Regions from separate parts of the Mus musculus genome. Here regions 2, 3, 4, 5, 6 and 7 are each linked to region 1. Evidence: chromatin contacts called from public HiChIP or PLAC-seq and promoter capture Hi-C data. All regions are on one chromosome and are shown on one strand. Each heading gives the region's core, a stretch centred on a gene start, on an enhancer-like site or on the middle of the called end of the contact. The rest is flanking DNA. Distances are from core to core; before and after follow the strand shown. Region 1 holds the start of Smim41 (small integral membrane protein 41). Region 2 holds the start of Zfp740 (zinc finger protein 740). Region 3 holds the start of 5330439K02Rik (a long non-coding RNA gene). Region 4 has its middle 7.2 kb from the start of Gm41405. Region 5 holds the start of Tfcp2 (transcription factor CP2). Region 6 holds the start of Krt18 (keratin 18). Region 7 has its middle 20 kb from the start of Krt8.

Region 1 (3,971 bases), core at 563-3,062:
CTACAGTTCGGCTCCCGATCTGCTGCGCTCCGAAGTGTGTCACCTGTTTGTCTCTTTGAGCTTCACCTTTTCTCAAAGTTTCTCTCGGCATACCTGATTGTCAGTGAGGGGGTTCAAGGGAATCTAGATGCCCTCCGCCCCACTGAGGAGAGATGGGGGAAGGCACAGGGTGGGAGACTGCAGAATGTGGGGAGGAGCCGGTGCCCAAGACCAGAAAGTGAAGGAGGACAGTTCCCTGGGCCCTGCCCACCCCCCTCCATACCAGCACACACACACACACTCACACACACTCACTCACACTCACACACACATACACACACTGCCCTGCCCTGGCAGTGCACTCCCCGGCTGTGGAGGAGACATCTCAGATGTGAACTCTGTCACTCTTGAGGCTAACATGGCACGGCTGCCCAGAATTGGTGCCAAACCCTTAGGTGCTAAGCAAGGATCACACATCGTCAGCTTCACAGCAGATTACCTCCACCTACCCACACCCTCAGCCCCTCACCAGGCCATCATCACGGGCATCCTGCACCACCGTATTCCTGGCGGTAACTTGAAAGTAGGAGCCTTGAGAGTCGCCAAGAGACGGCCACTCACAGACGTCCCCAGTAGCCCCTACACACAGCTGAATATCAATGGGATGGTAAAGGCACCCCCCACCCCCATTTCATGGTTCAGCCTGAGGTGGCCTTGGACTGGAGTTACTTTGTCCTTTGGGCCACCCAGACCCTTCTCTCCAGATGGTTCCTGTCCTTAGAGAGCTAGAGGCGGGAGACCCAGACGCAGCCCCCACAGCTGGGAGTACTCAGCCTTCTCCTTCCTCCGCATATGCTCCTGCACGAAACCTTGCTGTCCCCACCCCCAACACAGCACACAAAGCTTCTGGCTGAGCTACACGTGAGCGGGGAGCCAGGAGAGGAGTCTTTGGCACATCTCTCTGTCCCCACTGTTCACCCAACCAGGGGTACCTCTAATGGGAGTGAAGAATCTCTCTCCTCTACCTTCACCTCCGGTGGGCCCCAGCCTGCCCACTCCCTCCCTGGACAGAAGCTTTGGGAAGGAGACAGCAGCAAGCTGAGAGCTCAGGCTGGGTTGTATTAGCCTCTAGAACAGAGGGTCCTGCTGAGTCCAGCAGACCACAAGTTAACCTGGGCAGATGCAGAACACGGGGAAACATAGGTACACAAAGAGCTCCCATTCACAGAACTCTCCGGCCTCCCTCCTTTAGCATAAGGGACACGAAGGCTGTCTGTGCCTCAGAGGCACAGGGACCTCCAGCTCTACCCTGGCCTTGAGCAGCTGTCTGTACCCAGTGATGTCCACCTAATGAGAACAGAGACCATCACTGTGCCCACCCCACGCAGCCCCAACCCCAGACTCCCTGTGTCTCAAGGCTCTCACCTGTGCGGGAAATAAGAGCTTGTGGGTTGGACCTTCCGCTGTGCCTCACAGAAATGAACTCTGGATGGCGTGGCACAGAACAGGCTGAATCTCAAGAGCAGCTGACACCTAGGAGTCGTCATCCCCTCCACAGGCACCAGGCTCAGCCTCGGGGGTTGAATGCCTTTCTCGGGCCAGCAGGGCTATCAGGCCCTGAGCGCGGAGGAGGAGTCCACCACCCAGGAACAGGATCCCACAGAGCACCAAAAGTGACAGGACGCCCAGCACGACTGCCTGCACCATGCGTGGCCCCTCTGGGGGTCCGAGTGGCAGCCCGGACTGGTTGCAGCAGCTCAGCCAGGCAGCCTTGGCTGCAGCTCCCACCTGTGAGCCGTTCATGCTCCCACCAGCTGCCCAGATGTGCACACTACCCTTGAGAGTTGAGGCTGTGTCAGAAGTCTCTAAGGGGCGGGCCTCCCAGGGCCCTACCGCCCACTCTACCCAAGTGCGTGCAGAGCAGCGCTCAGGCCCCTCCTAGACAGACTCCTCCAGAGTGGCCTCGAGGTCCTTCTCTGACAGGCTGGATCCTTAGGCCCAGCCTATCTGTTCTCCAAACCTATGTCCATCATTCAAAATTGCCAGGTAAGCCTAAAAGGCCCGTTTCCACGACTTTCCTCCATAGAAAAAGGCCAAGATTCTGCATCCTCGGGGCTTTCAGAGCATCTACGATTCTTGTTTGTTTGTTTTCGAGACAGGGTTTCTCAGTGTAGCCCTGGCGGTCCTGGAACTCACTCTGTAGACCAGGCTGGTCTCGAACTCAGAAATCCACCTGCCTCTGCCTCGCCTCTGCCCCTCTGCCCCTCTGCCCCTCTGCCCCTCTGCCCCTGCGCCTCTGCCTCTGCCTCCCAAGTGTTGGGATTAAAGGTGGTCATCATGACTGCCCAGCTGTGTCTACAATTCTTAGACCCCATCCCAAGTGCTGACCACTCTGAGCAAAGCACGGGACAGACAGCTTTCTGTTCCTGAAACAATTCTCACACACAGGACAGTCCGAATGGTGGAAAGTCTTCCTTCAGGGCAGACAGGCAGAACACAGTACTCCAGACCCCAGGGCAGAGAGAATGGCTAGAAGTACCCAGATAGCAAGGCCTACCTCCATTCCTTCTCTCCTGTCTTCTTGTCCAAGAAGTCCTCTTTACCGAGAACACAGCAGATCTAGAGAGCAAGGAGGGGTGTAGGGACTGATGTAATTATGAACTGAAACAATTTAGGAAGGGAGCAGAGATCTGGCCCACGGTCCTACCTCATGGGAATCATAATTCTGCAGAGGGTGAACACATCACTGTCTTGGTGTCTACACAGCCACTGCCAGCTGGGTACCTGTCACACAGCCAGGGGTCAAGTCCAGTGCAATCTGCAGGCAGAGAAGCCTGCCCGGGTCTGCTGCAAGATCCTTTAGCAAATTTCAAGTTCCCATTTCAAACATAAAGCCACTCTGGAGAGACTTGGGATACAGCCCAGTTGGTAGAATGCCTGCCTAGCAACTTGTCCAACAGGAAGCTTCAGGTTTTAAATCCCAGCCCAACATAAAACAGGTCAGAATAGCACGGAATCCCAAGGTCAGACTATAGCATGAGTTTGAGGCCAGCTAGGACTACCTAGAAACTTCGGACTCAAGTAGATCACAGAGCCAGCTAGCAAGGTGGATCTGAGTTTGAGGCTAGCCTGGGCTATAAAGCAAGTCCCAGGACTGGACAATGTAGACCCTGCCTCAAAAACAAGACAAAACAAGAAAGGGTCACCTCTAACTTACACCTCAACAAAAACAAAACAAAAGATAGGACACACCTAGACCAAAGCACACCAGGGAAACTTGTGAAGACACCTTCTTCAGTGCCAAGCCAGAGCATCCGGAGGCTGAGCAGAAAACCTGACCCTGCCAGGAAAACAGCCAGAGAATGCAGGCACATCTCTAGCTGCCCTGCTCCAGGACCACGCCCAGGCCCCAGCCAGCATCAGCTTCAGTGTCCCTCCCCACAGGAGCTCACTCAGCAGTGCTCAGTCTCCTCAGAGGTGAGCAAAGCTCAGAAGAAGACACAGAGTAGATGGGACTGTGTAGACAGGGCTGTGTGGACAGGCCTGTGTAGACGGGGCTGTGTGGATGGGGCTGTGTGGATAGGCCTGTGTAGACGGGGCTGTGTGGATGGGGCTGTGTGGATAGGCCTGTGTGGACACCCCTGTGTAGATTGATAGGCCTGTGTGGACACCCCTGTGTAGATTGATAGGCCTGTGTGGACGGGCCTGTGCAGACACCCCTGTCTAGTTAAGACCTGTGTAGAAATGAGCTTGTTCCCAAGCATCCCTGGAACAGCGAGGGGCGGGCCAACCAGAGCAGTGTCACGGGACACAACAAACCCATGTCCTGCCTTCGCTTACATACCCATGCTAAACCATTCTCTGTGTGCTCTATACAGACAAACCACCCACTGCCCCCATCCACGGGACAAGTCAGGGTCACATCTGGCTGGGTAACAGCTATGCATATGAATGTCTAACAGAGCTCAGGCTACATCAGCTTTAACCTGTCT
Region 2 (3,971 bases), core at 1,050-3,549, 910 kb before region 1:
TCCTGGTGAGACTGGTTTCCTCAGAGAAAGCTCAGAGAAGCGCACGGCTCTCCATTCAGAAGACTACAACGGTCCCTCCGTCCCTCTGGTCCTTCCAAACCATCTGCCACCTTCACAAAAACAGCTATCTTCTGGACCACATTACTTTGGAGTTTAACATTCTTCGGGGACTCCCCACTCCCTGGATAATAATGTCTAACTCCTTAGGAAAAGCACAAAAAGCCCTTGGACCACATTCCACTGACTTCTCTAGGAAGTAACCCCCCATCCTTCGTTACCTAACCCCATCTAATGATCCCCCATTTGTAATCCTTTGCTCCTTAACTACCCACCAAACCATCCAGTGGTGTCCCATCCCTCTAAGCCCCTCCCTCTGTCTGAGTGCCCTTCTCTGTTGACTTCTCTAGCAAAATCCTATGCTACCTGCAGGCTTCCTTCCCCCCCCCCCCCCCCATCCAGGCAGAGGTACCACCACGCAGTCACAATCCTTCTATCACTGAGAACTCCTTTAGTCAACTGATTCAGAGTCTCTAGTACCAGCCAGCTATCACGCAGGGCACCGTGAATATAAAAATAATAAATAACAGACTGTCTTGCCGTCATCCCTCCCCCTCCCCCCAACTAGCCTGGGAGCTTACTGGGGACAAGGGCAATCTTATTCATCTTTGTATTCCAAACACAATGCCGTGCATGTAACAGGAGCTCAATAAAATTCCTGTTGGGAAAAAAAAACAAATGAAGCATTCACCAGACTATACACTCCCTTATGCCCGAGTACTTCACGTACCAAAAGTACACCGGGTACAAGGTGCTTTGCCAATGGCCCATCAGTGCCTGTGACGTGATATATAGCCTACCTCCTTCATTTGACTGGAAGCTCCCTGAAGGCAGGGGCTGTGGCCTGTCTCCTTTCCTTCCTCTAGATCTCCCCCTGGCGCTTAATACAGAGCTCGGCTCACTGGGGATGGTCAATACTGTTGGCTAAGGCAGAATTCAAGGGTGACACTGCAAAGAGGCTTCCCAGTGAACGGTCTTGAAGGAGGACTCGAGAGCTTTTTACCTGAGCCATGCTGACTTCTCACTTAACGAACCCAAAAAGTTCAGAAGTTCTCTGTCCCAGTTTTCCTTAAGACACTGGTTGTCTGAAGAACCGTCACCAAATCACAGTAACGGCTCCTCCCCGTTCTTTCAGTTCCTTTGCCATATTGAACTGTCTTCTCAAAGAACTCGGTGTCCTCCAAAAGGAAAACAGGTGTCCCAAGAATCCGCAGTCTCTCTCTGACTTCTGCCTCTTGTCGGAAGAAACGAGAGTCTACCAGTCTTGGTTTCCAAGTTGAATTCTCTTGGTGAAGCTCTAGGTCTGTTCCAGAAACCTGAAACCAGAAAGGGAGATGAGGCCCTTAGGTGTAACATCTTCAGGCCAAACAACGATCGAAGCTCCCTCAACTTATTTTGCTGGGCGTTCTGAAGCTCAAAAGGAGGACATGAGTCGAGAGCTTTCTTTCTAGGTCAGTAGAAGAAACTGGCCTCCTGGGCCGAAAGAGCAGCCAACGGGAGCAAAAGTAAGTTGGGCCTCCTATAGAGAGGATCTGCCAAGAGAGTAAGAGCTGGGATTTGCCATCTTAGGAACGGAAGAAGGGGGCGGAGGCCCTTTGGGGCTTTTGTGCGGAGTGGGCCGGCCTGCAAAGCTGGCACTCCACAGACGAGGGCAGAACTGTGTTGGAAGGAAGCTCGGGAGGCCTCCGCCGAGCGCCGGGGTGGCTGGCAGTGCCCGCACGTGAGCGTCGCTCGGAGTCCGCCCGAAGGTTCGTAAATTCGCCGCCGCGGAGGCGGAGGGCGGGCGTGTGTGCGCGCGCTCTGCAGGCAGCCGCAGCGCGCAGCCCCGGGAGCGCCGAGCCGCGCGCGACCTGCGTGCTCGCGCCCGCGCTTCCCCCCCCCTTCCCGGGCAAGGCCCCCTCTCCCGGCGGGGCGGTGGGGGGCGGGGCGGCGGCGGCCCTCCCCTCGCGCCCCCTCCCTCCGCCGCGCGCCCCTCCTCCGCCGCGCTCCCCTCCCCCCTCGCGCGCGGCGCCCCACGGCCTGCGAGCTGCTGTCCGCCCGCTCGCCCGCCCGCTCGACGCTGCCTCCCCGCGGCGCGCGCCTACCTGCCTGGCGCGGCCTCCCGCCGTCTCCTCCGCCGCGCGGCGCCCCCTCCAGGCCCCAGGCACCCCGTGCCAAGCCCGCGGCCGCCGCTCCCCGCGTCGGGACCGAGGCAAGTTTACAAACACCAACCCGGGGCCCGTTTCCCCGGAAGCACTTCTCCGTCCCCCTCCCCCTCTTTGCCAAGCGGCCACATCCACTTCCGGGCTCCGGAGCCGGGACAGGAGGGGGGGCCCTCCGAAAAGGGGTGAGGCTGGGGACGCGCGGAGAGCTGCAGCTGGCGAGCGGGAGGGGGACGGCCCGGAGGACCGGAGGAGGGTGGTGCGAAGGGCGGCGCCTGCGCCGTGGCGCGCGAGCGCCCCGGCCGCCATCTTCACTGAGGGCAGCTCCCAGGCTCGCCTGGAACCTTTAGGGAACCTTTAGGTACTGAGTGTTCTTTGAGAAGGTTCGCTAGGTGCGCTGGTTGATTCTTGCAGAATCTCCGTCTCTCTCCTGACGCCCCAGGTAGAAGCCGGGACAGTTCGTACCTCTGATCTTTTTTTTAAAGCTTGGTGAGGTCTGTTTTTCCGGTGCCTGCTGCTGTGGGGTGCAGACCTGCAGACTGAGGTCAGCTGGGAGGAGAGTTGAGCCGTTGCGCAGTCCTGCGGTACACACTAAACCACAATCTGCATGTGAGTCTCAGTGAGTTCCCTCAATAGCCAAGGCAAACGTGCTCCGGCCCCGCAGTCTTGACCTAGCCAAACTAGGCTTCCTTTCAAGAAAAGGCCTTTTTTCCCTTCAGTGGACTAGTCTTGTTGGAGATTTGGAAGTGCGTGTTGTCCTCTGGGCCAGGCCCCCTTTGGAAATTTGAGCCTATCCTCGAATACTAGCGCCCCACTTGTAGCATTAGAGAGGAGTTCTGCTAAAAGATAGGACTATTCTAAGTGCACACTTGGCAGAAGGAAACGTGAATTCCACTTAAGTCCCAGTTTCTATTCTAACTGCTGTCTGGTGAGTTTAAGTGACAGTAAGACACTATCCAAAAAGCATATGGATTCCTAACCACAGTCCTGTACCTTTTACACCACTAAAGTAAGTTCCATTTCCCTTAGGGTCATTCTGAAACTGACATAAAATGGAGAGACATGTCACCAGGAATGTTTTTAAAACAAATGTAGGGACCTGAAGAGATGACCCAGCTGTTAAGAGTGCTTGCTGGGAAACTAGGACCAGAGTTTGGATTCTGTTTTCCAGGTTAACAAGCCTGCTCTGACAAAGGTGGAGACTGGAGAATCCCCTGGACTTGCTGGATTCCACCTTAACTGAGAAAATTAGAGCCCCAGGTTGGGGAAGAGACCTTGCTTCTAAAGGAATAAGCAGTCCAGGTGTGTACAGGCTCTTGAACTTGCATGGACAGAGTCACATCAGAAACAATCATACAGTTTTAAACATTAGCTTAAGCAAGGGAGTGTAGCCGGGTGTTGTTGGCACACACCTTTAATCCCAGCACTTGGGAGGCAGAGGCAGGTGGATTTCTGAGTTCGAGGCCAGCCTGGTCTACAGAGTGAGTTCCAGGACAGCCAGGGCTACACAGAGAAACCCTGTCTTGGAAAAATAAAAAAACAAAACAAAAAACAAAAAAAAAAAGCAGGGGAGTGTGACAAATATCTTTAATCCCAGCACCTGAAAGGCAGAGCAGGCCAATCCCTGTGAGTTTAAGGCCAACCTGGTATACATAGCAAGTTCTACCAGCTAGAGATACACAAACTTTATTTATTTATTTGTTTGTTTGTTTATTTATTTTAAAGATTTATTTATTTATCATATGTAAGTATACTCTAGCTGTCTTTGGACAC
Region 3 (3,971 bases), core at 701-3,200, 820 kb after region 1:
TGGAAGCATTCAGAAACCAAGTGTCTACAGTTCTATTTCCACTACAAGTTATCTAAGCTGGCCACGTGATAAACACGCCCCACGAAGCAGCGAGTTACTACCTGGCTGGGGAGCTCTCAGGGTTAATCGACCATGACGCCCTGGTGTTAAGGAGTTTAAAACAAAGCATTTAATCTGGTTTCCTTATGATAACAATCCCTGGGTCTGGTCTGCACTGAGCAGGACAAGGAATTTCTAAGGAAATGAGAATATATTTACATCTTCTGCTCTCTCTCGAGTGATGTCAGGATTTGTCTACCATAACATCCATCTGGATATTTAAGAGGTGGCAGTGACAATTTGTAAGAATTCATGCTCAAACCCTGACGGAAGAGAAGACATCCCAACTCACAGCGCAGCAGCGGACCCGGCACATTGCAATCTCACTGACTGTGACTAACGCAGAAGAGCAGATTCGGGCTTCTCAATGTTAGCGTTTACCTTTCATGAAGGTTGTGTATAAGGCATAGAAGCGGGGGAAATGACGCCCCAAGAAACGATGGTACGATCCGTTAATCGCTCTTGTCTTGGTCACCACGTAAGAAATCAAGTTCTTCACGTCCGCCTTCGGAGAAAGGTGAAGCTTTGAAGACCTACAACGAAGACCAAAGAGACTATCTGCGAAGGAGTAGAAGCCATTCGGTACGTAGGACCCCTCGGTAAACATACGGTTTCTGAGAGCGATTGCCAGAACTCTTCTGAAAACCCAAGCTCAGGGTTAGGGTTGGTATGAGAGGGGCAGATCATGCAGAAAGGTGTGAGCGTGGAGCGTGCGCAAAGCCTGCGGGGCCAGGAGAATGCAAGCTGAAGCCATGGAGAGATGGGAAGGGGAAGCTGAAAGATGAGCTCAGGATGTGCGGGGACAATCGGGTGGACACGGAGTACGGAGAGGGACAGGGACGGGCGTTCGGTGGGAATCCTGCATGGAAAAGCAAAACCCAGGGCCCAAGGCAGGGGATCCCGAGAGGCGGAGGCTGAGCCGCTGGAAGGGCTTCTACATCAAAAATGCTCTTCTTTCTCCAGGGCCCTCACCGAGGGGCTCGCCACGCAGGGCCAGAGCGGCCCAGCTGCAGCCTCCGGGTGACAAAGGGTCCAGGGGCGACAGTCGAACCCCACAGAGCAGCCCGAGCCCAGCACACCCTGGACAGCGCCATCTTCACAGCAGGGGAGGGAGCGCGGAGAGAGGTCGTCTCCGGGTCAGAGTGCGCCCCGCAGCACGCACGCGCCGCCCCTCCACGCCGACAGGCGGCTGCGAGCCGCCCCGCGCCCCCCGGGCGAGCCCGGGCGGGGACCCGGATTGGACGCGGCGACGCTTCCGCGCGCAGGACCGGAAGCGAGCCTCCCCGAGGGAGCGAGCGCCGGCCCAGCCTGAGGTCGCTATCGTGAGCCGAGGACGGCGTCTCCTTGAGGAACCCAGTGCCCTCGTCGGTCCCTGGGGGCTCGGGGCCGCGGGCGCTGCCCTTGACCTCTGTGGGAGCCCGGGGTCGTGGCCCCGATGGCGGCGGCGCGGGGTGGCGCTGCGCCCTCTAGTGGCGGCGGCCGGCAGGGCTCCGCCCTCCATCAATCTGGCGGCAGGTGTAGAACCCCTTTCCAACCCTCGCTTTCTGGTCCTCACGCGCCCTTGTCACGGAGTAGGTGCGCGGTGGATATTTTTTGGAGAAATGACTACTTGAAACTCGGAAGGGTTTCTAGGCGTCCAGCTGTCCGCGAGAGTCGACGGCCCTCTTGTGTCCATAGGCATTTTAACGGACGTGAAGCACGCTGAAGCCATGCGTCTGCAGTCAGGTTTAGTGTGGGGGACCTTGGACAGGTCACTTCGGTGAACTTCATGTGGGTTGTACCTGTGTTGCAGAATTCTGTGAAGATCGAAGGATGAAATGTTTGCATGTTTGCAAAAGCTCCCACGTCTGTAGAACATCTCCGTGTTTGGAGGGCTGGTGGTTTGAACAGTTGCAAAGCTGTTCTCTGCAAGAGGAGGTAGGTAGGTAGGATAGAAAATGACCAAAAGATGGGTTCTCTCGGTTCTCAGGTAGCTTCTAAGTCCCTCAACTACGGTGTCTCCGGCTCGCTAATAGAACTCCCAGGAGACACGAGCGCAGTCACAGACGGTTTTCTAACAGAAATGGAAAGGCACTGCCTGGGAGAACAAACTAAAGGGAGGGCATTTTGTGTAGTCCAGGGTGTGGGGGGGGGGGCGGGGGGGGGGAGGTCGTCCTGGGTAAAGTGCTGAGTAAGCTTAAGGACCTGAGTTCAATCCCTGACTCTAACGCCAAAAGCTGGGCACGGTGGTCTGTGCCTATGACCGCCTCCCCACCCCACCCCCAACACACCCACGTCCTGGCCTCTGTGCAGGGGAACCCGGAGCTTCTTTAGAGCTGAGACCCAGGCAGGAGGAGCCCTGGCACTTGCTAGCCAGCCAGTCTAGCCAAGTTAGCAAGTTACAGGGTTAGAGGGGACCCTGTCCAAAAAAAAAAAAAAAAGATATGTGCATATCCAACACCAGGCATGCGCAAACATGTACACAAACTACAAAAAGAAAAAATGTGATACGGATTCTACGGATTCATTTCCTCACATAGCTGCTGAGTATTTCTTCTTCCATTCCCCTTCCACTGACATACAGGTAACGAGTGTGTGTGCACACAAGCTCAGTCTCTGTCTGTCTCTCTCTGTCCAGCCCACAGTGCGTACATTTATAATCCCAGCACTGCAGTGGGGAAGGTGAGAGGTAGAAATAGGAAAATGTCCAGAATCTCGGAGGCCAGCTTGTCTGGAACGCCCTGCAGGGAAAAGAGACTGAGAAAAGACCCTTTCCCAAAGTGGCAGACAGGACAGACATCTCAGGTTGTCTTCTGACTGACGTGTGGCATTCATTATACATCCACTCGGACGAACCACACACGAATGCTCACATACATGCACAAAGATAAACATTTAAAAACAAACAGGACCGGAGCTCTTGACTCTAGCTGCATATGCATCAAAAGATGGCCTAGTCGGCCATCACTGGAAAGAGAGGCCCATTGGACACGCAAACTTTATATGCCCCAGTACAGGGGAACGCCAGGGCCATAAAAGGGGAGTGGGTGGGTAGGGGAGAGGGGGTGGGTGGCTATGGGGGACTTTTGGTATAGCATTGCAAATGTAAATGAGCGAAATACCTAATAAAAAATGGAAAAAAAAAAACAAACAGGAAATATACAGCTGCAGAGGTGGTGGCCAATGCTGAGCCGGCTGGGTTCGGGCTGGAACAATGTGTACGCACACAGATGAGTTGACCTGGAGAAGAACTGAAACTCTAGTTGTCGGAGTCAGAACAATTGAGAGGCCTTATAGACACTGGGAATCTATTCACTGATTCGAGGCTTTTAAAGTGAGAATGCCCACGGCTTTCCATAGTAAAGATGCAAGGAGATGAAGTGACAGGCATCGCCTGGGAGTTTATTAAAGAAAAATCTCTATTTCCCTATGTGGAACTGGATCTGCTTCAGTGTGTGAGCGTTTTGCTTATGCTTGTGCCTGTGTGTCAGAAGCAAGTGAGTTTCCTGGAGATGGCCCACGGTTTTTCATGGCCTGCAATGGGTGCTCTCTGAGATGCAGGGTCCTCAGAGACTTCAGCCCAGGATTGCTTCTTGCTGCTGAGATGCCTTTCCTGTCGCTGTTACATAGCCCAGTGATTCCTGGGCATCAGCCCACACTATTGATCAGGATCGATATGAACATGTGGTAATGCTGTGCAGACCCGAATTGATGATTTCATAATTCCTGATCATGATTTTATAGAATTCCTAAATTGAAATAAGTAATCGCACTCCTCTATAGAATACAAGCTGCAGATAGAGCTCTGTAAACCTTCATGTGTCCTGGGTGATTGCACTAGGAAAAGAAAGCAGGCTTGGAACAGATCTACAGTCAGGGAAAGCATTATGTCT
Region 4 (3,971 bases), core at 1,044-3,543, 760 kb before region 1:
AAATGAAAAAAAATGAAATCATATTGTGTGTGTGTGTGTGTGTGTGTGTGTGTGTGTGTGTGTGTGTGTGTGTAGTGAGACATTTTCAATCCCAGAGACTGAGGAGTACCAGAGCAGGAGGATCAGCCTGAGCCTGGTCTACACAAACACAGACACACACAGACACACACAGACATACACACACACACACAGACACACACACACACACACACACAGACACATACAGACACACACACACACACACACACACACACACACACACACACACACCTCAAACCACTCAAAACTAAAAATGTCCCATTTATTGGTGACTTAACACAGTTTGGAATGACCTAAGTCTGGGATATGATACTGAGCAAGCCCATCTCTGCTCACGGACACTTACAGCCTGAGGTGCACTGCACTACTTAATACAGTGAGGAACATTAGCCCCCTAGCTACTGGTGTGCATTTTAAAATGTAAAATAAATGACATTCCAAAATCATCTCTTTGTTCATGCAGCCACATTGAAAGCTGTATATGATTGGTGACTATTGAATACACAGAGGCCATTATTACAGAACGTTCCAGCACAGGTGCTGCTGGAGGCAGCAGGAAGAACAGGTTATGTGATCCAGATGAGACCTAACAAAGGAGAGAACTGAGCACTCTGCGTTGATGCCCCGTCCCCCCTGCCCTGCCCCCTGCACCAGGGTGGAAGTCAGCACCATGAACCCATGAGACAAGAACTACCACTGAGCTACACTTTCAGCCTGTCCTGGGGATTCTAAATGTTTTAAAATTAAAGTACACAAAACATTATGGCTGGAGAGATGACTCCATGGTTAGGACGGCTTGGTTTTGTAGAGGGCTTGGGTTTGGTTCACAGCACCCACATACTGGTTTACAACCATCTGTAACTCCAGTTTCAGGGGATTTGATACGCTCTTCTGACTTACATCAGGAGCCAGACACTCATGTGGTGCATAAACACACATGCAGGCAAATATTCATACACATAAAGTAAAATGAAATATACAAATGTATGTATATACAATATACACATATGTATTTTCATAAAAGAATAATAATTTGTTTTTTCACACAAGATATATTCTCACCTGATATACCTTACTTTTTTCTATGCATTTTACCAAAAAAAGTAATTAAAAAAGGATTTATTTATTTATTATATGTAAGTACACTGTAGTTGTCTTCAGACAAACCAGAAAAGGGCGTCAGATTTCATTACAGATGGTTGTGGATCACCACATGGTTGCTGGGACTTGAACTCAGGACCTCTGGAAGGGCAGTCAATGCTCTTACCCGTTGAGCCATCTCTCCAGCCCTGTATGCATGTTTATATGGAGGCCAGAGATCAATCTCAAATTTTGTTCCCTAGGAGTCAATGTTCTCTTTTTGTGTTTTTGTTTTTTTGAGACAGGGTTTCCCTGTGTAGTCCTGGCTGTCTTAGACCTCGCTCTGTAGACCAGGCTGGCCTCAAACTCACAGAGATCCGCCTGCCTTGTCTCTTGAGTACTGGGATTAAAGGCATGAGCAACCACAGCCTGACTTGCTACCCTCCTCCACTTTTTGTTTGTTTGTTTGTTTTTTCAGATTTATTTATTATATGTAAGTACACTGTAGCTGTCTTCAGACCATGTGGTTGCTGGGATTTGAACTCAGGACCTTCCGAAGAGCCGTTGGTGCTCTTAACCGCTAAGCCATCTCTCCAGCCCGCCTCCTCCACTTTTTAAAGACTTATTTTGTGTGTAGGGATATTTTGCCTGCATGTATGTATGTTCACCACATGGAGGTCAGAAGAGGGTGGCAGATCCCCTGGAAGTGGATTTATAGAAAGTTGTGGGTGCTGGGGTTAAGGCCTGGATCCTCTGCTAGAGCAAGAAGTGCTCAAAACCACCAAGCAAAGCCATCTCTCTAGCCCATTCACTTGCTTTTTGTTTTGTTTTGTTTGTTTCCTGAGACAGGGTCTGGAGCTGCCTGACTAGGCTGGGTGGCCAGGCAGCTCTTGAGATTTACTTGTCTGTCTGAAGTGCTGGGGTTACACGTGGAAGTGATGGGATTACCTCTCACTAGCCCCACTCTTGGCTGGGCGCCGCTGAGGGGCAACGAGGAACTGGAAGAGAAAACGGGCTTGTGCCCAGGTGGGAGCCACTGCCAAAATGATCGATAAGAAAGGTGCTGAACCCAAGCTGAGCTGGAGTGAGGCCGCGGGGCTGGAAGGGCGCACCTGCTTAAAGAGCAGCCTGGGCTCTGCGCCATGCTCAGTCAGTCCCGACCCAAACCGCGTGGGGAAGCCGCGTTTCTGCCTGCCCTCCCTTTGCCTCACCGCGTCCTGGGACTCTGGGTACGGGGTGCATGGTGGGCGGGTTGCCTCCCGGCTCAGCTGCGCATGCTCTGTAGTCAGAAGGTGGCGCATGGATGCCGTGATCCAAATGCCCCCCCGCGCTCCCCCCCGCGCCCCCCCCCCCCCCCCGCTGCCGCAGCTCAGCAACTCCAGGCTCCTGGTCTCATTGAGTCTATTGGAATTCGGGGCACATTTTCTGCGCCTCCTTTCTTCGCTTCCCGACAGTCCCTAGCTGGAAGGATCTTCTGATTTCCAGATAGCTCTTGGACTGGAGAGAACCTTCGAGTCTTGCGCTCCAACAACCCCACACCAATTTCCCAAGAAAAGTTCGTGGGAGCTCTTTGTTATCATAATTACCCAAAGAAGAATTAAATAATTTTGGAGTGCGTGCTCATGTAAGGGTCGGGTTTTTTTGTTTGTTTGTTTGTTTTTTGTTTTTAAATCAATCTTGTGGCACACGAATGAAAATCCCATCCTCCCACCCCCAGCATGCGCAACCAGGAGGATAGGTTCTGGGTCCTCCTTGGTAACATAGCCAGTTCAAGGCCAGCCTAGGGAGCAAGCTATCCTGTCTCAAACACAAATTCTGTTATAGTTTGACAAAGTCTGTAAGTTCGAGCCTCACAAGCTGGGGGTATGTGATAAATACAAAATCTTTATATATTTTCATTTTTACTATTAAACATTTTAAATTACATTTATCTATTTGTGTGTGTGTGTGTGTCTGTGTACATAGGCCTTGGTGCATGTATAGAGGTCAGAGGACAAACTTGAGCAGTTGGGAATCTATCCACTACGAGGGTCCCTGGAGGGAGCTTAGGTTGTCAGACTTGGGACTAGTCACCTTTGTTGAGCCATCTTGTATATGAGTATATGTGTTTATATGTGTGTGTCACATGTGTGTGTCCGTGTCCGTGTCCGTGTCCGTGTGTGTGTGTGTGTATGTGTGTGTGTGTGTCCATGGAGGACCTCAGATGCTCTGGAGCTGGAGTTACAAGCAGTTGTGAGCCACTTGAGGTGGGTGCTCGGAATCTAACTCAGGTCCTCTGGAATGTTGATACGAATGCTCTTAACTTGCGGTTTCTTGGTCCGCAGGTCAGTCAATGGTGTCTGCAAGAGAGAGAGAGAGTGGGGACTGAGGAACAAGAGACTGGAAGAATGGAGACAAGACAGGCTATCTGATCAAGTCTCAAGTCTTTTTATTGAAAGGCAACTATGGGCATATAAGCATAAGTCAGGGAGTGCAGCTGGAGACACGTAACCACAGGTCCAGGATGTGTAGGAGAAAACCAAGATGTTATCAGCGTGTGGTGGGCTTCTTGCAAAAACATCATGCTAGGAAAACAAGTCTCTCGTCAGGGTGGAAAAGTTCCAACCTGTAAGTAAATAGCCCAAGATGGCTGCAGAGATGATAGCCGCTTTCTGCTAAGAGTCGGCTCCCAACAGTTTCTGCTATCCTGTTTAAAATTGCAGTTTGACATCATTGTAAAGAGAATTATGCAGTTGTAGGAGGTAAAACAGGGATCCATGTACTTTTTTACCCAGTTTTTCTCCAATTTTTATTTATTTTATTTTTAAATAGGTTTCACTCTAGCCCAAGAGGGGCCTGAACTCACTACATAG
Region 5 (3,971 bases), core at 773-3,272, 740 kb after region 1:
CAGGAAGTAAACTAAAGAGGTCTATGCTCCCTTCCTCCTCTAATCTTCTTTATCTTCTACCTCATGTTGGGGGATTGGAAGGAATTAGGGTGGAATAAGGGTTGAAAGGATGGTAGATATAAGAACCCAGTAAACTTGCTAAACAAATATGCCAACAGTATTTCTCTGTGTGTCATTGGCTGTCCTGGAACTTGCTCTGTAGACCAGGTTGGTCTTGAACTCAGACCCACCTGCCTCTGTCTCCCATGTGCTGTGATTAAAGGTGTGTGTGCCACTACGGCCATACTCAGTTTTTGTTCTTAACCACTTAGCCATCTCTCCAGCCTTTGCCCCTTTCTTTTTCTTTCTTTCTTCTTTTGGAGACAGGGTCTCACTCTAGATTGTGGGCTAGTCACCAGCTTCCTATTCAGCCCAGGCTGGCCTTGCAAGCACTCATGATCCTTACGCCTCATTTCCTCAGTGCTGGAATTACAGGAATATGCTACAAGGCCGGGCCTTTTACCTGTTCTTCTTTAACACAGCATCTATGGAGCCCTTGTAGACCAGGCTGGCCTTAAACCCCACAGATTCTCCTGTGTCTGCCTCCTAGATTCAGGGATTAAAGATGTAAGCCACCATACCAAGTCATTTCCCTATCTCTCCTGAGGTAGAAACTCAGTGGGAGAAGTAGTTATATACAAATCTAAGTCAAAGCAGACTATAAGGATATTGTGTTGGCATACAGAACGAAGCACACTTCCACAGACAGGGGATGTCTTTGGCCGGCAGAGGCATGTTTATCATGACAATTTAGTTCTAGCCTTACCTTTCTGTTTGGTAAAATAAGTGACATTTACCTTTAGAATTTTTTTTTTTTTAAGATGGGAGGCAGAGGCAGGCAGATCTTTTGACTTCAAGGCCAGTCTGGTGACCTAAGGACCCTAGTGGTATACAGAGTTCCAAGACAGCCCAGGCGACAAAAAGAACCCTGTCTCAACAAACGAGCAAACAATGACTAGAGATGCTAGGTAGACCTGGCTGTTATGGAAATTGCTATGTAGTCTAGACTGTTCTTGAACTTGTGGAGATCCTTCTGCCTCAGCCTACTGAGTGCTAGGTTTTTAGGAACACACAATGCCCTTTTAGGAAGGGATTACAACCCTGTCTTGAGGACTTCTGCAATACTGTTCATAGCATACAGGTATTTTGCCCGTGCTTAATTTTAAAAATGGCCGTAATTAATCCTCAGGAGCAAGGTGGAGGAGGTATGATTTCACCTCCTGCTCCAGGGTCTTCATTATCTAGCCCTGGCTCACCTGGAAATCAGATCTGCCTGCCTCTGTCTCTGGAGTGCTGGGATCAAAGGCATGAACCACTATGCCTGGCTATGGTTGTTCTTGATTTACAGTTTAGTAAATTCAATCTCTTGGAGAATACTCTTAAGTTATCATACTATAAATAAAGATGCCAGCTCTGACTTTGCTCTGCAGATTTTTCCCCAACACTCATTCATCATTGCCTAAAACAAACAAAAACAAAACATCAAAGAACCAACCAAACAGAAACAAAACAACAAGCAAGGTGTAGTGTGCACGCTTTTGATCCTAGCACTCAGGCTGGGGGTGTGGATCTCTCAGTTCTGGGTCAGCTAAAGTTACCTAAAGACCCCGTCTGAACATCAACAAAAACCCCAATAGTTTTCCCTGTTTCCTGCGCGAATGCCTTAGGGAGAAGGGTGAAGATAAGGGAAGGCAAATGGGGAGAGTTTAGGACTGGACACACGGGAACGAAAGTCCCTCCGGGAATGGGAGCGGGAAGCGGAAAGATAGAACCGCAGTTCTGCTCTACTGTCAGGACCGAGAGCCTGCGACCCGGGTTCACGCCTAAGCACTGAGCCCGCCCACTACTCCGGGGGCGGAAGCCTTCGCGTCGATAGCCTATCACCGCTGCGAAGACAGAACCAGTCTCTTCTTCATTGGTAGATGGATGGTGACGTTGCGCCATGGCCGTAGCGGACGTCCTGATTGGTTGGCGCTGGGGGCGGGTTTGCGCTTCGAGTCTGCGCCGAACTTTCGCTGTCCACGCTTCCAGGCGGTCGTGGTGGCTAAGGAGGGTGTGGGGACGGCTCGGAGGAACCCTGGGTTTGTGCTGAGAGCGGAGTGGGGGGGCGGGGAGAAGAATCGGTGACCGGAAGTTATCTGGTTGACCGGAAGCGAGGCCTGAGGGAAAGTGCGGATGCCCGGAGGGAGGAGCTTTCCACCTAGGGGGGCGGAGGGGACGCTCGGAGCGCCCGGTGTCCTGCGCGTCTCCGCTTTGAGGCTGAGCGGAGGACGCCGAGCGACCGACCGGTGGGCTTCAGAGAGCCCGAGTCCGGCTGAGCTCCGGCGGGACCTGGTGCCTCACGATCCCGAGAGCCGAACGGGAGGGATTCCTGTCACCGGGGCTCCCGAGGAGTAGCCAGGGTGCAGCCCGTAGGTCAGGCTTGGGGCGCTGCGCGAGGAGCTGGGTTTGTAGCTGACTTCCACTGTGCTGTCTGCCGGGTAGAGTTACGCTCCGCGCCTTTGTACAGGAGCCGGCGCCTGTTGGGGCAAGGAAGGAGCCGGGATGGCCTGGGCTCTGAAGCTGCCGCTAGCCGACGAAGTGATCGAGTCGGGGCTTGTGCAGGACTTTGATGCTAGCCTGTCCGGCATTGGCCAGGAACTGGGTGCTGGTGCTTATAGTATGAGGTGAGTGAGATGCCTCCCAGACCTTACCTTCTTAATAACAAAGGCAGGATCTTGAAAGGTGGGAGGGCGGCTGTACAGTTTAAGAGAACAGCCTGCAGCTTGGTGGGCAGATTACCCCCCCCCTTACACCTCCCTACCTCCCCCATCCTCTGGTTTGAGTAGTAGTGGTATGGGAGGACAGGAAAGACTCTAGAGTCAACTCTGTAGGGCCCTTGCATCCAGATGGTGTAGGAGACTTGGACACTGACTGTATGCTTGGGTATGTCTGGATTCACGTGAAGAAGGGGCAGTTGAGGGATATCTAAAGAAGTCCGGCAGCTGGGAACTGAGGTTCAAGGTTGACGACTTGTTGGGAAGAGATGGGATACCTTGGACAAGAAGTCCACAGACAGCTGTCTCTTACAACAGACTTGTTTTAAGGTTTTCTTCCAGGGTTCCTGTCTTTGGAAACTTGAGCTGAGAATGTCTAAAAAGTGACAAAGAGGCGCACGCCTTTGATCCCAGCACTCGGGAGGCAGAGGCAGGCGGATTTCTGAGTTCGAGGCCAGCCTGGTCTACAGAGTGAGTTCCAGGACAGCCAGGACTACACAGAGAAACCCTGTCTTGAAAAAACAACAACAACAAAAAAAACCCCAACAACAACAACAAAAAGACAAAAGAAAGACGAGAGTACTAGTGCACAACTGAAATACCAGCACCCAGCACTCAGCAAGAGGGGGATTAGGAGCTCAAGACCATGTTTGGCTACATAGTAAAAAATGGCACCGATAACTTTTTGATGTTCCTAAGCACCTATGCATCAGGCAGAAATATCCTTTTGTTAGGGAAGATGGGTGGGAAACACTGCCCCCCACTGCTGGGAGTTTTCTTCCTCTCAGGAATCACAGCTTAGGGAAAGCTGGAATTTTTTTTATTATTTATTTATTTTTTTGAGACAGGGTTTCTCTATGTAGCCCAGGTTGGCCTGGAACTCAGAGATCTGCCTGCCTCCGCCTCCCAAGCGCTGAGATCAAAGGTGTGAATCACCACAGCCCAGCCTAAAGCTGGATTTTTGACTGTGCCACAGAGAAAGAATTCAGGATAAGTTACTGTGAAGCAGAGTTGGAGTTTATTTAAAGGTCTTCAACAACCATGGGGTCTAAGGCAAAATGAGGTGTGCGCAGGAAAGAAAGGCACACCAGGGAGTGGGGTTCAGGCTTCTCAAAGGGATCATCGCTGTCTTTACAGTAACTATATTTAGTGTTTTTGAAGGCGCCTGAAGTTGTA
Region 6 (3,971 bases), core at 892-3,391, 730 kb before region 1:
AGCTTCTTCCAGAAGGCCCACATGAGCACCAGCTCCTAAGACTGGCAGTCCCCACCTTTGCCTCCAACTCAGGGTCTTACTCACACAATCTCTGTTTTACTAGACTAAGACAGGATGGCATTGAACTCAATCCTCCTGTCTCAGCTTTCCAGGAGGTAGTGATGCACAAGCCAGGCCTTAACTGGCTTAATGTTATCTTGACTCTCAATAGTGTAACTTAGGTGAGCCATAGAACATGTGTGAGCCAATGGCTCTGCTCTTAATCAAAACAGGCTAACAGCCGGGGCTTCTGCTTCCATGCTAGGCTGCTTTGGGGGCAGCCTGGCCCGCCTAGTCTTGGCCCTTAGCTCCTAGGCCTGGTCAGTGGCCCGGCTTACCTCTTCATGATTCTTCTTCATGAACAGAAGTTCTTCCTTGAGTGCCTCGATTTCTGTCTCCAGCTGCAGCCTTGTGATGTTGGTGTCATCTACCACCTTGCGGAGTCCATGGATGTCGCTCTCCACAGACTGGCGCATGGCTAGTTCTGTCTCATACCTGAAGGAGTGGAGGTGATCAGAGGGCCTGAACCTTCTCAACCAGTGCCACCTCCATAGACTAGCCCCGTGCCCACCATAAACAGTCACGGAGTCATTCCCTTAGCACGATTCTTGGCCTTGGAGCGTTTGCTTAAACTGGGCTGCACAGATGAAGAGCTAACTCAGTAGTCAATGAACCCTAACCTGAATAAACTTCGGAAAGGAAGGAACCCTACTCTAATACAGTTCTGGGAGTAGGCCATTCTTAGCTCCAGCTGCAGCCCCGGACTTACTTGACTCTAAAGTCATCGGCGGCAAGGCGGGCATTGTCGATCTGCAAGACGATGCGGGCATTGTCCACAGAATTCGCAAAGATCTGGGTGGATTAAAGTGGAGAGAGTCGCTTTGAGAGTTCCGGGTCACATGAGGGTGTGTGTGTGTGTGTGTGTGTGTGTGTGTGTGTGGAGAAGTGGGGGATGAGAAAACACGTCTTGTGTTTCAGTGAATCCATCCCAGTCCCAGGAACAGTCAGAGGCGTGTATTTCTGTCTTCCCTTCCCACCTGAGCCTCCTCTCCCTTCCTGGATTCCTTGCCCCTCTGCCAGGGCCTGCACTATCTGGATTGCTTACAAAAGAGCAGCTTCCAACAAGATTTCTCTGATCCTCTCCTGGCATCTTCTCCAGGTGCACCTGCTAACCCCCCCCCCCCCCCCCGTCCTGGGACGCGCCCCCCCCCCCCACTTGTCCCGCTGGCCCCTCCTACAGGTAAGCTCCTGTTTACTCCTAGATGACTCAGCCTTAGCCACATCCGCTTAACCCTCTAACTGTTCCTACTGGAAAAGAAGTGAGTGTCTGAGTTCATTTTATGATTCCCCCACACACACCTTTTTATTTTATTTTTTTTCCAATCCTGTTCTCTTCCCACTACACTGCTTGGGGGAAGCCGGCTCGCGTGTGTAACCACTACGCTTGGAATTCCTACAGGTTGTGGGTGAGAGTCCAGAGTATTCCTAACTCCGTCCCATAGAGTGTGTGTGGGGGGATGTGGTGAATGTGGAAAGAGTGGAGGGAGTCAACAGCCCACACTCTATTCAAGTTTGGGGGTGTGGGCACACTGGATAGACAGAACAGCCCGGAGCTACTGCCCCTCCCCCCTTAGGCCCCTTACCTGAGCCCTCAGGTCTTCGATGATCTTGAAGTAGTGGCCCCAGTCTCTGACGCCCTGGGGCCCCTTCTTCTCCAGATGTTCCCGGATTTTGCTCTCCAGTCTCCTGTTCTCAGTTTCCAGGCTCTTCACCTTGTCTAGGTAGCTGGCCAGGCGATCGTTCAGGTCTTGCATGGTCTCCTTCTCGGTCTGGATTCCACCCATTCCCGCCAGGCCTGCGGACCCCACAGAGCCACCCCAGACAGAGCGGGACACGGATATCCGGGACCCGGAGCCCCCAGCACCTGCATAGACGCTGGCTGCGCTGCTGGCAGGCCGGACCCGCTGGCTGGGAGTTCGCACAGAGCCCAGGGACCGGTAGTTGGTGGAGAAGGTGGTGGAGCGAGTTGTGAAGCTCATCTTGTCTGGAGAGGAGAGCGAAGCGAGAGACCAGAACAGGAGTTCCGCCGCGGAGGGTGGCAGTCCTCGACCTGTTGTTATATCGCCGCGGGAGGAGGTAGGGACCTCCCCCAGCAGGCCACGCCCCAGCCACCGGAGCCGGGGGCGCCAGGATCGGGATTCCTGTGACCTAACAGGTCGCAGCCCTTCTCCACTTCTGCACACGCCCTCAGCATACCTGCCATCCTCACCGACACAGGGAGTGGATAACTAAGGGGTGCACAAAGGATAGCAGGTGGTGTTAGCCCCTGAGTGTCTGTTTTCAGGGCAAAAAATGGCGTTTTAAATATCCGTTTATTCCGGGCGTGGTGGCGCACGCCTTTATCCCAGCACTTGGGAGGCAGAGGCAGGCGAATTTCTGAGTTCGAGGCCAGCCTGGGCTACAGAGTGAGTTCCAGGACAGCCAGGGCTACACAGAGAAACCTTATCTCGAAAACAAACAAACAAACAAACAAACAAACAAACTCCATTTACACAGACAGAAGAGGGGTTCACTAGGGTGAAGATTTTGTGGCATGTCGCCAGCTTAAGTCTGGGGGCAGTCCTAGAACCCCAGGAATCCTGGGGAAAGAAAATTGGGAGCTCAAAAAGAAGAGAAACACGAACCTGAGGGCAGGTCTCTTGGTTTTTCTGCTCCGGCCCCATGGTTCCAAGACACTGCTGTGGCTCCATAGGGAACCGTGGAAATACATATCCTCAAACGCGTGGGTACACATGTCCTCATTCAACTCATTCCCTGGAGGCTTTATCGGGGCCTTTGTGATTATGTAGAAGAGGTATCCCTATGTCTGGACACCTACCATTTACCTCCTCCTCCTCCTCCTCCTCCTCCTTCTTTTTTGAGACAGGGTCTCATGTAGCTCGGGCTGGTCTTGAACTTTCCATGTAGCTGAGGATGGCCTTCAACTCCTGATCTTCCCGTCCCACTTTTGAAGTGCTGGGATCCCAGGCATGAGACTCCATCACTTTCAGGTTACAGGGTGCTGAGGACCAAACCCAAGGCCTCATACTCCTCAGGCAGACCACTTTACCAGCTGAGAACACAGCCAACCCAAGAGCACATAGATTTAACCAGTATTTGCTAGACACCTTCTAGTAGCTATGGGAACAGCAAGGAAGAGAGAACCACTGTCCTTCCTGTAGATTATACTGTGTCTGGACAGGTTGGGGTCTGAGTCCATAGACCAGATATGTAGAAACAGCTAAGTTTGAACCAGATTGCCTGCCTCTCCATCCCCCACCTCAACCTCTGCCACCCCCTTGCATCTGTCCCCTTCTCCTGCTCCCCGGGCCTTTTCTTCGGTCCTTCCTGGTCAATTTTTATAATGCTTTCTGGCTTTCCAGCTTGTTTTCTGGGGGAAAGAGCCCCTCTGCACCCCCGCACCCCCTCCTCGCCAGCTGGATGACCACTCCTGCTGAATGAGGAGGGAGAAACCCTGAGGTTGGAATCGGTCAGCACCAGGAGCCCGTTTTTCCGGCAGGACTTGGTGTTTGCTATACCTGTGGCCATGCTCTTTGCTCTGGAGTGGACCTATTGATCCTTATCGAGCGAGCGGCCAGCTGAACTGACTGTGTGAGTGCGAGCACACAGAAAAGTAAAATCAGAAGAGCAAGGGGGAGGGGGAGGGGCTACGAAGAACCTAGGTCAGCAGATCAGACTAGAGGGAAGCAAACACAGGGCTGATGCATGCTGGGTGTGATGGATTGTTCGAAGCCTGCCTCCTTCTGGACCGGAAAACCTCAGCGACTCCGTGGGACTTGGCTGGGGAGCCTGGGTGTTGCCAGAGACAGCCAGGCAAATGGAATGCAAAATAACATACAAACAAATGCCCACTGGCTTTGCCTAAAAGCTCC
Region 7 (3,971 bases), core at 692-3,191, 690 kb before region 1:
ACATACACATGTGCACACACATGCACACACACATACACATATACATATGCACACACATGCACACATATGTACATATACAAATGCACATACATGCACATACACACATGTACACACTACACAATGCACATATACACATGCACACACATGCAAATACATGCATCACAGAAACAAGTGCACACACACACACACATGCACAGACACTTGTACATACACACATGCATGTACACACCCACAGTCACAGCCACAGCCACCTCTGTATGGACATGTGTACATATCTACATGAGCATATACTACACACACATACTTATGTTTGTAGGTTGGTTGCATGTAGACTCAGACTTAAGATACATGGGGTTATATAAAGTATTATTTTAAACTTAATTTCTCAGTACATATTGTCCCAGGTCTGCCGTGTCAGCACTTGGGGGTTGAAGCTCCAGTGATCGAGGTGAGCCTAGGCTGAGACCCTGTCTAAAACAAGCCAGAAAGATTATAAGCTAGAAGTGGCGGCACACACCTTAATTCCAGCACTCAGGAGGCAGATGCAGGTGGATTTCTGTGAGTTGGAGACTACAGTGATTTCCAGGACAGCCAGAGATACACAGTGAGTCTCTCACAAAGTTCTACTGGTGGCTCTCATTTATGGCTTATTCTTCTGTCTGGCCAGTGTCCACCAGCATCTTTCAATGCTAAGGAGAGTGGGCAGCCACAGCCCTCGTTTTTTGTGGTCTTTCCTGGTTTCTGCCAAGGAATCTGGTTCCAGAGTGGCCACAAGTTTCAACTTTGCAGTAGAGACCTGAAATTTTATATGAAACCAGATTTCTATATTTATTTATTTAAAAATTATTTATTTTTATTTTATGTAAATTGGTGTTTTGCCTGCCTGTCTATGTGAGGTGTTGGATCTGCTGAAGCTGGACAGACAGTTGTGAGCTGCCATGTGGGGGCTGGGAATTGAACTCGGGTCTTCTGGAAGGGCAGCCAGTGCCCTCAACTCCGAGCATCTCTCCAGCCTGAAACCTGATTTTAAAATGCTAGCCACTAGTCCAAATATTTAAGGACTCCATCTTGGCCATCCTCGAATGGGTCACTAGAAACTGTTTCTGGAAATTGACTCTAAGCAGGGACACAGAGGCCAGAGGGACAAGCTTGCCTCGGTGACAGCTCTACAGGACCCTGAACAGGAACACACGGCAAAACCTGGCTCCTCTCTTTTTTTGAGAATCACTGCTGGTCTTGGGGCACAGTGCTTGGAGTGGGGTGGGTGGGTGAGGATTCAGGACACAGAAATGCAGCAGAGGGAGCCTGGGCTAGCTATTAAAAAAAAAAAAACCTCGGTGGTCTTTGTTTAGCGTTATACATAAACTGCACTAAAATGCCTTTCAGAAAGTTAAAGGTGTCACTGTCTTCAGACACACCAGAAGAGGGCATCAGATCCCATTACAGATGGCCGTGAGCCACCATGTGGTTGCTGGGAACTGAACTCCTGACCCCTGGAAGATCAGTCAGTGCTCTTAACCGCGGAGCCATCTCTCCAGCCCTATTTCTCCTTTCTTAATTCCAGAGAAAATCAGTTTTGTTCTAGGAATGCACGTTTTGGGGTTCTTAAATACTTCATTAGAGAGCCTTCTGCACAGGTTGACATCTGTATGAGAGAATCCAATGGCCAGACCTGTCTTCTGTCAAACCGATGGCTCCCAGGATGTGACCTATCTTCCAAGCTCTTGGATTTTCAACGTTTCCTCCCAGTCTGCTGCTCAGGGTGTCTAGATCCTGAAAGGCTGTGCGATGGAGGGACGTTTTTTTGAGTACACCGGAAGTACACCATCTTTCCACTAGAGGGCAGCAGAGGAGCACGGAGGAAACTGCTCTGAAACCCAGAGCCAAGCTTGCCAGCCACGTGCAGCTCCCATTCCATGAGCGAGATCGGGGCGGGTCCTGGTCACAGCCTATCATTGGCTACAGAGGCATGTTTTGTGCTAATCAGGGGAAGCTCCTATTGTTTTGGGTAGGACGTGACGTGGTGAGTGACATTTGTGTGGATTTTAGTCTCTATCCACGGGAGTCCCACACCTTGCATTGTTGTAGTGTGGGTGGGAGGTGGAGCTGAATGCCAAGAGATGTGAGATGTCCTGGGCAGCCTTGTTTGTGAAGGAAAGTGTGCACTGCGGGTTTAAATACCAGAGGAGAGGCACCAAGGGCTTGTAGCCACATTGCCTCACTTGCTAGCTGTTCCCCATCTGTCCAGCAGGAGGCAGCACCTAGCTCCTGGAGCCAAGCAACATTTTTAGAGCCTTCGGAGGCTGAGGCTGGAGGTCCATGCCTCCTAAGGCTGGCGGATGGAGAAGGAGGTAGACCAGGCTCCAGGGGGCACAAGCATGGCGGCATCAGAAGGGCACACCTGAGTTACTAGGGCTTAGTTGGCCTATGTGAGTCCCCAGATCACAGGTCCAGCTCCCTGTAGTCCTGGGGTCTCAGAGAGGACAGTTGGGGTCATGCCAGAGTGGACCTTAAATGTTTTGCTTCCCAGTTTAGTGTGTGTGACTCCGTTTTACTGAGTAGGAACACACAGGAAGCCACTAGCGTAAGGGCCTGCCTCACGTGACTGGAGACCACGTATGCAGCCATTCCTTTCTCTCTGCTGCCAAAAGCAGCCGGGCTCCTGTCAGGATCCTCGAAGGAACCACGCACTATCTGCTCTTTGCGGCTGTGTATGCCTGACCCCAAATACACTTCCAATGCCTTGCCTGTCCATTCGGTGGGCACTTGGTCTCTTAGTTCAGAGATGACCCTCTCTGTAAGTCTTATGGCCCTGGAGGCTGTGCCTGCATTTCCTGTATCTACCACAAGGCTCTCATCCCTTAACTCACACGGAGCTAGGACAGGACCTGTGTGAGGGGAGGGGTGCTTGGCAGGAGAGAGGTGGTCTTGAACACCTGCTGTCTAAATGGAAGCATCTCCTTTGCCCTCTGGAGCTACAGCCTTCCCATCCAGGGAAGCTTGGCAGGGAGTGAACTTGTATGTGCACGTGCACGTGAGCGTGCGTGCGTGTATATGTGCGTGTGTGTGCACATATGTGTGTGTACGTGTGAGTGCGCATGTGCGTTTGCAAGTACGCATGTGCGTGTGTACGTGTGCGTGTGTGTACGCATGTGTGTGTGTGAGCACGTGTGTACGTGTGCTTGAGTACCACGTGCCTTTGGGACCAGAGGCAAGCTTTTGTAGAGGTTGTATGTGCACAGGTACAGACAGGTATAGGCAGGCACATACAGACATGCTCATATTGAATCAGAGAACAAAGGCAAACATATGAGAGAGACATTTGTTACTTGCACAGAGAGAAGCACTGCATAGGGCACAGAGCTTCATCCGGAGTGTGATGCTACTGAAGTGGGATCCAGCCTAAGGCCTGCAGTGGGGCTGCTACACTGTGTTGCTTGATTGACAACCAGCAATGTGAGTGCAGAGGAACCCACAGTGTCACCCAGTGTTGTGCGAGGGACTTTCCTGACTCTTGAAAAAAGTGTGAGCCGGGCAGTGGTGGCACACGCCTTTAATCCCAGCACTTGAGAGGCAGAGGCAGGAGGATCTCTGAGTTCAAGGCCAGCCTGTTCTACAGAGTGAGTTCCAGGACAGCCAGGGCTACACAGAGAAACCCCGTCTCAAAAAAACAAAACAAAAACAAAAAAAAGAAAGAAAAAAGAAAAAAGTGTGTGTGTGTACATGTATGTGTGAGTGTATGTATGTATGTGTGCACATGTGTGCATGTATGAGAGTATGAATATGTGAATGTGTGCATGTGTGAATGTGTATGCATGTGTGTGAGTATGTGTATATATATATGTGTGTGTGTATATATGTTAGTATGTGTGTGAGAGTATGAATGTATGAATATGTGTACATGTGTGTATGTATATGTGTGTGAGTGTGTGTACATGTGTGTGAATGTGTGTTTGTGTGTGTGCATGTGC

Evidence for each region. Promoter capture Hi-C pulls out the DNA fragments that hold promoters and counts their contacts. HiChIP or PLAC-seq counts read pairs in DNA pulled down with a chosen protein or histone mark. Capture Hi-C pulls out chosen DNA fragments and counts their contacts.
Region 2: a promoter capture Hi-C map of liver shows a contact between it and region 1, with 2.9 times the contacts expected there. The contact joins the promoter of Zfp740 here to the promoter of Smim41 in region 1. A contact is called at or near these places in 8 of 39 promoter capture datasets (the 3T3-L1 cell line, 3T3-L1-derived adipocytes, the C10 cell line and 4 more), 2 of 115 datasets of contacts at active chromatin or transcription factors (astrocytes and large pre-B cells) and 1 of 9 other capture datasets (liver).
Region 3: a contact with region 1 is called in a promoter capture Hi-C map of 3T3-L1-derived adipocytes, with 3 times the contacts expected there. The contact joins the promoter of 5330439K02Rik here to the promoter of Smim41 in region 1. A contact is called at or near these places in 4 of 39 promoter capture datasets (the 3T3-L1 cell line, 3T3-L1-derived adipocytes and liver), 1 of 484 Hi-C or Micro-C datasets (the G1E-ER4 cell line) and 1 of 115 datasets of contacts at active chromatin or transcription factors (microglia).
Region 4: an H3K4me3 HiChIP or PLAC-seq map of embryonic basal ganglia shows a contact between it and region 1, with 5 times the contacts expected there. The contact joins the enhancer-like site here to the promoter of Smim41 in region 1. A contact is called at or near these places in 10 of 39 promoter capture datasets (the C10 cell line, the HPC-7 cell line, cranial neural crest and 5 more), 1 of 15 datasets of contacts at CTCF or cohesin (large pre-B cells), 1 of 484 Hi-C or Micro-C datasets (embryonic stem cells), 19 of 115 datasets of contacts at active chromatin or transcription factors (acute myeloid leukemia, astrocytes, bone marrow-derived macrophages and 16 more) and 1 of 9 other capture datasets (liver).
Region 5: a promoter capture Hi-C map of 3T3-L1-derived adipocytes shows a contact between it and region 1, with 2.6 times the contacts expected there. The contact joins the promoter of Tfcp2 here to the promoter of Smim41 in region 1. A contact is called at or near these places in 2 of 39 promoter capture datasets (3T3-L1-derived adipocytes and liver) and 1 of 115 datasets of contacts at active chromatin or transcription factors (memory CD8 T cells).
Region 6: a contact with region 1 is called in a promoter capture Hi-C map of liver, with 12 times the contacts expected there. The contact joins the promoter of Krt18 here to the promoter of Smim41 in region 1. A contact is called at or near these places in 11 of 39 promoter capture datasets (the SN4741 cell line, cranial neural crest, embryonic stem cells and 6 more), 16 of 115 datasets of contacts at active chromatin or transcription factors (astrocytes, craniofacial prominence, embryonic basal ganglia and 10 more) and 1 of 9 other capture datasets (embryonic stem cells).
Region 7: a promoter capture Hi-C map of 3T3-L1-derived adipocytes shows a contact between it and region 1, with 12 times the contacts expected there. The contact joins the enhancer-like site here to the promoter of Smim41 in region 1. A contact is called at or near these places in 22 of 39 promoter capture datasets (the 3T3-L1 cell line, 3T3-L1-derived adipocytes, the C10 cell line and 13 more), 4 of 15 datasets of contacts at CTCF or cohesin (the NIH/3T3 cell line and embryonic stem cells), 9 of 484 Hi-C or Micro-C datasets (the C2C12 cell line, the G1E-ER4 cell line, the N1E-115 cell line and 4 more), 25 of 115 datasets of contacts at active chromatin or transcription factors (DN3 thymocytes, the HPC-7 cell line, T-cell acute lymphoblastic leukemia and 16 more) and 3 of 9 other capture datasets (adipose tissue, liver and pancreatic islet).

Annotation. Positions count from the first base shown.
Region 1 is chr15:101,291,066-101,295,036 of GRCm38.p6, reverse strand. Smim41 (small integral membrane protein 41) reads right to left here and starts at 1,812. Exons shown (of 2, transcript NM_001369218.1): 1 at 1,405-1,812. The coding sequence starts at 1,782. The coding sequence ends at 1,513.
Region 2 is chr15:102,201,973-102,205,943 of GRCm38.p6, reverse strand. It overlaps Zfp740 (zinc finger protein 740), which reads right to left and starts at 2,299. Exons shown (of 8, transcript NM_001289691.1): 1 at 2,142-2,299; 2 at 858-1,373; 3 at 639-715. Csad (cysteine sulfinic acid decarboxylase) reads left to right here and starts at 892. Exons shown (of 18, transcript NM_001359126.1): 1 at 892-1,805; 2 at 2,684-2,807; 3 at 3,370-3,500.
Region 3 is chr15:100,466,346-100,470,316 of GRCm38.p6, reverse strand. It overlaps 5330439K02Rik (a long non-coding RNA gene), which reads left to right and starts at 1,950. Exons shown (of 3, transcript XR_001781773.2): 1 at 1,950-2,016. It overlaps Letmd1 (LETM1 domain containing 1), which reads right to left and starts at 1,306. Exons shown (of 9, transcript NM_134093.3): 1 at 1,072-1,306; 2 at 481-632. The coding sequence starts at 1,193.
Region 4 is chr15:102,050,558-102,054,528 of GRCm38.p6, reverse strand. No RefSeq gene overlaps it. Among named protein-coding and RNA genes, the nearest start is that of Gm41405, 7.2 kb to the right of the region's middle. Within about 2 kb of position 2,293, at least 147 of the 459 cell types and tissues checked have an H3K27ac peak or open chromatin away from gene starts, as enhancers often do. A contact at or near this core is called in astrocytes, craniofacial prominence, embryonic basal ganglia and 11 more, where this site is marked.
Region 5 is chr15:100,550,059-100,554,029 of GRCm38.p6, reverse strand. Tfcp2 (transcription factor CP2) reads left to right here and starts at 2,022. Exons shown (of 16, transcript NM_033476.3): 1 at 2,022-2,120; 2 at 2,549-2,705. The coding sequence starts at 2,584.
Region 6 is chr15:102,026,386-102,030,356 of GRCm38.p6, reverse strand. It overlaps Krt18 (keratin 18), which reads right to left and starts at 2,141. Exons shown (of 7, transcript NM_010664.2): 1 at 1,683-2,141; 2 at 809-891; 3 at 378-534. The coding sequence starts at 2,078.
Region 7 is chr15:101,982,386-101,986,356 of GRCm38.p6, reverse strand. It overlaps a transcript of Krt78 not described here. Among named protein-coding and RNA genes, the nearest start is that of Krt8, 20 kb to the left of the region's middle. Within about 2 kb of position 1,941, at least 318 of the 459 cell types and tissues checked have an H3K27ac peak or open chromatin away from gene starts, as enhancers often do. A contact at or near this core is called in 3T3-L1-derived adipocytes, the C2C12 cell line, DN3 thymocytes and 25 more, where this site is marked.